2 separate regions of the Macaca mulatta genome follow, and region 1 is linked to region 2. The links are chromatin contacts, called in public Hi-C maps. All regions are on one chromosome and are shown on one strand. Each heading gives the region's core, a stretch centred on a gene start, on an enhancer-like site or on the middle of the called end of the contact. The rest is flanking DNA. Distances are from core to core; before and after follow the strand shown.

The links. Hi-C and Micro-C count contacts between places; a contact is called where the count stands out from the background.
Region 1: a Hi-C map of fetal cortical plate shows a contact between it and region 2, with 2.8 times the contacts expected there. The contact joins the promoter of CCDC90B here to the promoter of PRCP in region 2. A contact is called at or near these places in 2 of 14 Hi-C or Micro-C datasets (CD4 T cells and fetal cortical plate).

What each region holds. Positions count from the first base shown.
Region 1 is chr14:83,822,540-83,826,989 of T2T-MMU8v2.0, reverse strand. CCDC90B (coiled-coil domain containing 90B) reads left to right here and starts at 2,392. Exons shown (of 9, transcript NM_001260811.1): 1 at 2,392-2,857. The coding sequence starts at 2,758.
Region 2 is chr14:83,435,668-83,440,035 of T2T-MMU8v2.0, reverse strand. PRCP (prolylcarboxypeptidase) reads left to right here and starts at 1,562. Exons shown (of 9, transcript NM_001261249.1): 1 at 1,562-1,755. The coding sequence starts at 1,588. It overlaps DDIAS (DNA damage induced apoptosis suppressor), which reads right to left and starts at 623. Exons shown (of 5, transcript XM_015115343.3): 1 at 185-623.

The DNA.
Region 1 (4,450 bases), core at 1,143-3,642, 390 kb before region 2:
TCCCTACCTCTCACCATATACAAAAATTAAGCCGGATTAAAGATTTAAAAGTAAGACCTCAAACTATAAAACTCCTAGAAAAAAACTAGGAAATACCCTTCTTGACATAGGCTTTGGCAAAGAATTTATAGCTAAGTCCCCAATAGCAATTACAACAAAAATAAAAACTGACAAGTGAGACCTAATTAAAGAGCTTCTGCACAGCAAAAGACACTATCAACAGAGTAAACAGATAGCCTACAGAATGGAAAAAAATATTTGCAAACTATGCATCTGACAAAGGTCTAACATCCAGAATCTACAATGAATTTAAACAAATCAAGAAGAAAAAACAATCCAATTAAAAAATGAGCAAAGGACATGAACACACACTTCTCAAAAGAAGACATACAAATAGCCAACAAACGTGAAAAAATCCTCAACACCACTAATCATTAGAGAAATGCAAATCAAAACTACAATGAGATGCCATCTCACACCCATCAGAATGGCAATTATTAAGAAAAAAAAATCCACATATGGGTTAGGCTATGAAGAAAAGGGAACGCTTATACTCTGTTGATGGGAATGCAAACTAGTTCAGCCACTATGGAAAGCAGTTTGGAGATTTCTCAAAGAACTTAAAATACAACTACCATTCAATCCAGCAATCCCACTACTGGGTATATACCCGAAGGAAAATAATTCATTCCATCAAAAAGACACAGAGCTGGGCACCGCAGCTCATGCCTGTAATCCCAGCACTTGGGAGGCCTAGGCGGGTGGATAGTTTGAGCCCAGGAGTTCTGGACCAGCCTGGGCAACACGGCAAGTCCCCATCTCTACAAAGCATACAAAAATTAGCCAGTTGTGGTAGCACACACCTGTAGTCACAGTTACTTGAAGGCTGAGGCAGGAGGATCAGTTAACCCAGGAAGTTGAGGCGGCAGTGAGCCATGCACGACTGTACTCCAGCCTGGGTGACGCAGCGAAACCCTGTCTCAAGACAAAAAAAAAAAAAAAAAGAACACATGGAATTGTGTGTTCATTGTGGTGCCATTCACGATAGCAAGGACATGAAATCAACTTAAGTGCCCATCAACAGTGGACTGGATAAAGAAAATGTGGCACATATACACCATGGAATATTATGCAGCAATACAAATAGGGAAATTATAATCTTTATAGCAACATGGATGGAGTTGGGGGCCATTATCCTATGCAACCTAATACCAAGAACAGAAAACCAAACACACATGTTCTCACTTAGGAGCTAAACATTGACTATATGATGGTAAACATGGAAACAAGAGACACTGAATATCATTAGATGAGGAAAGGGGGAGAGGCACAGAGGGGTGTGAGCTGAAGAAGCACCTGTTGAGTACTATGCTTACATCCTGTTGGGATCGTTGGGACCCCAAACCTCGACATACTCTAGGGTTTTGCTTTTTGTTTTTTGAAACTGGTGAGATTAAACTTTTTTCCCTTTTTTTTTTTTTTTTAGATGGAATCTCGCTCTGTCGGCCAGGCTGGAGTGCAATGGTGTGATCTCGACTCACTGCAACCTCCGCCTCCAGAGTTCAAGCGATTCTCCTGCCTCAGCCTCCCGAGTAGCTGGGATTACAGGTATGTGCCACCACGCCTGGCTAATTCTGTATTTTTAATATAGACAGGGTCTCTTCATGTTGGTCAGGTTGGTCTCGAACTCCCGACCTCAGGTGATCTGCCCGCCTCGGCCTCTCAAAAGTGCTGGGATTACAGGTGTGAGCCACCACTCCTGGCCATCCTAATGTTTTAAATAGCGATTTATATTTCCTCTTCATGAATTGTCTGTTAAAGCACTTGTGGGCGGAAATTAAGTTTTGTTCTTCTTTCAGTGTGCTTCGGGCCTTAGAAATGGTGTTTGTTACGTAGCTCTCACAAAGCTTTGAATACATATAGATAGAAACCTAGCCGTAATTGTTTAGAATCTTGCGAGAATAAGCCACTGCAACCGCACAACTGTGTGCCATTTTAGGATTTACCGAGAATATTCATGAGTATTGGTGCATTTTAATACAACTACTGTGCATTGATGCTTTCAGCATTTTACTATGCGCAGCAAAGTCTTGAGTGAGGTCTGGGAAGGATAAATGGTGAAAAATTAAGGAATTTCTCGCAGAAACGGAGGAATTCATCTTCCCTAAAGAAAGAATATACCGACTAAAATTAGTTGGTCCTCCCGTGCACCAGACGGCGAAGCAGCAGGATGTGACGCTGCACGGTCAGTGAACGACTTGCTGGACTACACTTCCCAGAAGGTTTCTTTGGCCTCCGCACTACGCAATCACCCAGAATGCTCAGCGGCCGAGAACTTCAGGTCCCAGACTGCTGTGCGGCTAAATACGACTCCATCTCCCCCGACCCAAGCGCTTAATGGCCGCTGGCAATCTTGGGGGAGCCAGCTGTTGGACTATGCGCCGCTGCCAGGAAACAGGCGCCAGAAGGTTCTCCGACAAGATCCCGCCTTCCTAAGACGGTAAAGGCGTTCACAGGTCGGGAAGGGGCGGTGGGAGTAGTGGGACAGCGCTGAGCATTGCTCGTGAACTGTGGGTCGGCCTGCGAAGAGGCCCAGTTTCGTGGCACCACTGTGGCGCCCGCGCTGGAAGGTGGTCTTGTGACAGAGCGAAAACTACAATTCCCAGCATTCCTGCGGTGCCAGAACTACCTTGCCCGAAAGCCTGTGCGAGATTTACCCCGTCTTCCGCCTCCCGTCCGCCGGAAAACTCTGAGGCCATGAATAGTCGCCAGGCTTGGCGGCTCTTGCTCTCCCAAGGCAGAGGGGATCGTTGGGTTTCAAGCCCCCGCGGGCATTTCTCGCCGGCCCTGCGGAGAGGTGAGGCAAGGCGTCGTGTCATAGATGTCTGAGTGCTCTCTAGGGAGACGATGCCCGTGGGTCGCGCCTGCTCGAGCGAACGGGAAGAGAAGGTGCCACGCCCTCCTCCCCGATTCACGCCTTGTGCTGGCGACACAGCTGCCTGCTGCCCCGACTTGCCCAGCTCGCCCCAAGGGGCGAGGACTGAGGAAATCAGTGCCTTTCTGTTCTTAAAGCGAACCTTCGAAGGCCAGGGCTTCGCGCCCGGCTTCTTTCTCAGCCCTTGTTTCCCTTTTTTGGTGACAAGAGGCTAGTAATCTGGTAGGTTTGTCTGGAGGCAGCGTAAGGTAATCTGTGCTTGAGGGTGTCCTGATTTCTTTTGTGGCCTGATCTTTAGATTTTGTTTTTTTAGGTGCTGGCCTCGAGCCCAAGTTTTTGGTAGACAGCATCATAAATTTCAGATCACGTCTGCCTTATTCTCGCTGGAATTCTCAGTACTTTTCAGTCACATTGTAGACTTTGGGGAAAAAAGTGAATACTGGAACCTACAAGTTTCCAACCGGTTGGCACCCCTGTTAACAGGGTGTCCTGAAGACATCTAACTTTATTCCGAGAAACGTTTCTAGGGCTAGGTTTTTCTTGTTGTCGTTTTTTACCCCCCGTTTTTAAACTTCCCTCCTAGTTTTTAAACCGTTTTAAGATTGTCCACAAAATAGGCGAATAGGCACCTCTTATCAACCTTAGCATTCTCTGTTCACCTTCTTGAATCTTCAGTGCCAGGTACCCTGAGCCAGTCGGTACCCAAACACTTCCACGCTGTTATTTATGCTCCATATTGTTACTTGTGCTGTTTTGCTCATTGTTTAATTTTAATCCACACCAGTAACAGCTGCAGTCAAAACTGCAGTTGTTGATCATCCGTCTGTAAGATTGCTCTTTAGCTGCCAGGATCATTCACAAGGTCTCTTTTGTTAGGTATTTGGGTGTTTAGCATAAATACACATTATGATGGATTTTACAAAAAGGAGGTAGCACTTTTGAATTCCAGGAAATCATCCAACTTTCATCTTTGTTGACTTTTACAGGTGTGCTTCACATATCCAAATGAAAACAAAATTAAATGTTTTTAGAGAATGAACTTTGAAGTGCATATCATAATGCGAAATACATGACCATAAGTAAATGTTAATGTTTTAACGTAAAAGTTTTCCCACTTGAATCTGAGTGTGCTTGGAGAAACTTTAAATCTCTTCTTACAACTAGTAGGATTTGTGTCCTTCCTCACTAAACAAATATTGAATGTTTATTGTGTACAAGTAGTTTAAACTTGCCTAATAATGTTAATAATCAGGGGATTTGAAAACCTTGACCTCTGACCAGTGGAAGGACCTTAGTTATCATGATGCAACTAGTGTAGCACGTTAGTAGACCAGCAGGTAAGAACATATGCTGTAATGCCTGTTCTATTGAGTTCCTGACAGAAAAGTAACTGACTATACACTGAAGTGTTTCAGCTGTAAAATTAGCAGTAAATTCATATAAAACTTGCAACTTAAATTTATTGGGACAACATTTTACATATTTGTTTGTTTGTTTGTTTGTTTCAAAAGTAAA
Region 2 (4,368 bases), core at 313-2,812:
ACTGAGTCTAAAATAAAATAACTGACGTTTATATCTTTTACCCTCATGTCCGCCCGTTTACAGAGAATAACTCGTGAAAAAACAAGTGCCGGGCTCTGGGTGGGTCTCATTCATAATGAAGTTAAGAGCCTCCTTGGGAGTCTCCGGCCCTTAGGCTTCCCCAGAACCCCTTTACCCAGCTCACCTGAGGGAGAAGACCAGTAGCGGGCCCAGGCGACACACAGTGACTCAGACCGGCCGGATCAGTAGTTCGCCGGGAGCCTTCCAATCGAATCTCCCGCGTCCTTTTCCGCCGGAAGTAACGCTTTGGCTGCGTTCACTCAGAGCCAATCAGAAGAAAGCGCCGCAGAGGGTGGCGCTTAGCCAAGAAATCCTACAAGCTTGTGGGAACGACCATTTTCGTCAAACTGCGGGTAGAGTCGGTGGATCAGTAGTACAGTCCGTAAAGTTGGTTTTGGCTGCGCTAAGCCTCCTGGGCGTAGGGATCCCCGGAAAGTGTGGAGCAAGCCTGGGCGTCCTGGGGTCTGGCGGGGTGACTGAAAGAGGGAATGGAAGCCGGATGAAGAGGGTTGAGGGAGCTTTGGAAGCCAGACCCGGCGCTGTCCTAGGGGCTAGCACTACCCAGGGGCGGAGGGGGGAAGGGGGCTTTGGCAGGAGGCAGGAGGGAGGTGGAGCGCGGAGTGGGTTTTCGGGTGCCGAAGAAGAAAGGGGGCGTTACTTGAAAGAAGGGACCGGGACCTGGCGGGATTTAGGGACGATGTGGACCCGGGGCGACCTCTGTAATGGATGGGTTGTGCAAGCAACACAGTTTTGGGGTTACCAAAGAACGGAGTATCATAGGGAGTGGTTAGGCTCCATGATGGAGGTGGGTGCAAGGAGCACAGTCTTTGGAGCTGGACCCAGCGGTCTGCGACGACGTACTCCGCTTACTGCTGAGTGATCTAGTGCAAGTTCCCGCACCTCTCTGAGCCTCCGTTTCCACATCTGTAGATGGGAATAACAATCGAATACGACGCACAAGATTGCTGTGACGATTGAGTTAGAGGAGATGATGCCTGTGCCTCCCTGCCTCCTGATATACTGGCCTGTAGTGAACCTTCAATAAATTGTCATGGAAGCTGTTATTGCCTTTATGTGGGATTTGCGGAGGGCAGGAGGTGTAGCAATGGAATTGAGGCAGCCAGGGCAGAGTTTGGCGGTGATTATAATGGTGGGGATATAGGATGACCTGAAGGACAGGTGGGCTTCGGGGGCGCTATAGATAAAGCATGGGCTACAGCGATGAGGTAGGAAGAGGCCCTAGCATGATAAAGGCAAACTTGGGATGTGACCGCAATGAAGGTGAGTGCTAAGAAGCAGACGGCACGAGAGTAAAGTGGAGTGGAGGCGGTGCCCTCGGGGATGGGGGCGGAGTGGCTGTGGTGACCTGGTTTGGGCGGTGTCTGAGGAGCTGGCTGGCTTTGGGTTTCCCCCGGGAGGAGCCGTTTTGCGGCGGGCGGAGCTGCAGACTGGGCAGGGCTTAGCCCGTGCGCTGCTGCTGGCCTCCTTTTCGCCCTCCCACCCGCACTGCAGCCGCCAGCCTGAGCCATGGGCCGCCGAGCCCTCCTGCTCCTGCTTCTGTCTTTTCTGGCGCCCTGGGCCACCAAGGCCCTCCGGCCGGCCTTAAGGGCCCTCGGCAGCCTACACTTGCCAACAAACCCCACATCCCTCCCGGCTGTAGCCAAGAACTATTCGGTTCTCTACTTCCAACAGAAGGTAAGGGGGAGTGGGGGCTTCACCGTCCCCGGCCCAACGGCCGGGAACCCTCAGAGCCCGGGCAACGGAGCCCACCTCGAAATTCACACCCCTTGATGCCTGGGATCTCTTCGGTCTTTGGCTCATGTCTTCCAGAAGGTGGTCTCAAATCCCAGTTTTGTTGAATTTTTCTCCTCCCATTACCAATAATTTGGTAGTACTTCTGGCTCCGTACTCTTGATTCAGGTTGTTCTGCAATTGGACACGGCAGTCACTTCAACTCCGCCTGCTCCCATAGGGTGCCCCAATCCGAACTCCCTTAACCTTCCCTCAAATTCAAATTATTAAATACCAGCTCTGCTACCTAGTCTGCGGTGATAGTCATCCTTTGCCCCAAGGCAGCCCTAAATACAAATTCTAGTATTTTTACCTATTAGATAATATTGGATAGTTATCCATCCTAAAAACCAGACTCTCATAAGGGGTCAGCTCAGAGCTGATTTTGTAGCCCTATTATTAAGAATTGTTGAAATCCCTATTCCCCATAAGACTGAACGTGTGTAGCCTATGGTTGTAAAAGGAGTTGTAGGAGCTTGTGGTGGGGTTGGGGATTAGCCTTTCTATGGTTTGTAACATGATTTTAGAGCTTTTTAGGCTTGATGCCTTTGTGCTTGGCTGCAGCATGAGGCATTCCCCCACAGGTCTTGATGGAAAAGTACATCCTCTGTGAAATGACGAGGATTCCTTACAGTTCAGCATTTCTGAAAGCCTGGTAAAAATAGGAAAAGATTTGGAAAGGGTTGGGATTAGAAAGAGTGCAAGGGTCTGAAGCTTGGCTTTAGGAGTCAGGTAGAACCAGATTCTACCCTGCTAGCTCTATGACCTTGGGCAGGTTACAGTACTTCTCTGAGCCTAGTTCCTTGATCTCTTGGGGTTTGTGGTGATGGTTAAGTGAGAGCAGATAACGTGTTCCTAGCAGAGTATCTGGCCTCAAGTAGGCACTCATATAATATGTGGTTATAGACCTATGTGAAATTTTGTTGTTGTTGATTGTATAGAGACAAGGCTCACTATGTTGCCCAGGCTAGTCTTAAACTTGTGGACTCAATAATCCTTCTGCATCAGCCTCCCAAAGTGTTGGGATTACAGGCTTGAGCCACTGAGCCCAGCCCTTATATGAATTTTGAATGGGAATTTGTGGTAGAGGGATGTCATAGACTTCCAGAATAACTTAGAAATAATTTAAATTTTTTTTTTTTATTTTTAAAAATAGAGATGGGGTTTTGCCATGTTGCCTAGGCTGGTCTTGAACTCCTGGGCTCAAGCGATGTCCCAAAGGGCTGGGATTGCAGGCGTGTGCCACTGTGTGCAGCCAAGAAACAATTTTTAACTCAGACATTTGAGTTCAAGTTTATGAGGAAGATAAAACATTTTAATTTTACCAGGGATACCAGGAAATAGTCTTTTTTCTCAGGCAACTCCCTTAAATTAATTCTCTAGGCATAATTCCCTCATTTGTAAATTGGGAGGGTTGGGACAAAGACCAATGTGTTTCACACTTTACTGAGGAAAATTAAGGGCTCTTTGGGGAGCTGTTTCAGAGGGAAAGTGGATGAAGCCTGAAGTGGAGGCCAAATTAGGTGCTCCAATACCCCTCTCTTGGATCTCTTTCAGCTTTTATCTGTTTTATATGCTGGGATTTTATATACAACTATTTGCAGAGCTCAACTGCTAAAGTAAAATGGGGAGAGGACTATTGGAATGGAAGATCTCTAAAATCCCATTGGGATCGATGAAAAAGAGAACTATCAGCAGAAAAGGAGAGAGTGAAAGAGTGAAAGAGTGGAAGGGAACAAATTATTTGTTAGTACCTTAGTTCCTACTTTATGTTCCTTTATTGTAGATTCCTTTCTTGGCCACTACACTCCTTAGAAATACAATTCAAACACCTTGGCATGGGAATCCATTGTTCCTTACTATGAAACCCTAGCTGGTCATTCCAACTTCTGCCATAATCCTCCATCCCAGCTCCTACTTTTAGCAACCTAACAGACTCAGATGACTTTTACTGTGTCAGAAATTCTGCCTGGAATAACATCCCTCTTCTCCACTATTTAAACTCATACTTCTATTCCTGCAGAAATGTCACCTCTTCTGTGAATCTGACTTTTTTAAGGCAATTTAGTTGGTCTTTTTTCATCCTGCTCATTTCTATATTGTACGTGTCCCTCTAGCTAGTTAGTACTCTACAATACCTAGAAGAGCCTATAAAAAAGTATAAAGCACAAAATAGCTGTTGAGAGAGTGAATGCATGATTATCCAAAAAGAACCTAAACAAAGGCTACCATCATTTAATTGTCACAAATCATTTTTTATTTTTCTTTTTATCTTTTACTTTAGTTCTTTATTAATTATTTTTTCCTCCTTTTTCAAAGCCTTCAAATATTGATTTAGGTAGGAATATTTGATTTCTTTTACCTGAAATAACTGAATTAGGAGACCAGAGAAAGGATAGTACATCACTTGGGCACATCAAGGCTCTGGGTACATGTGTAGTATGTGTGGTATCAGTGTCATAAAGGGCTCTCTGGAATGTGTGGCTTGTGGTTACAGTGTTGCATGCTTATTACCGT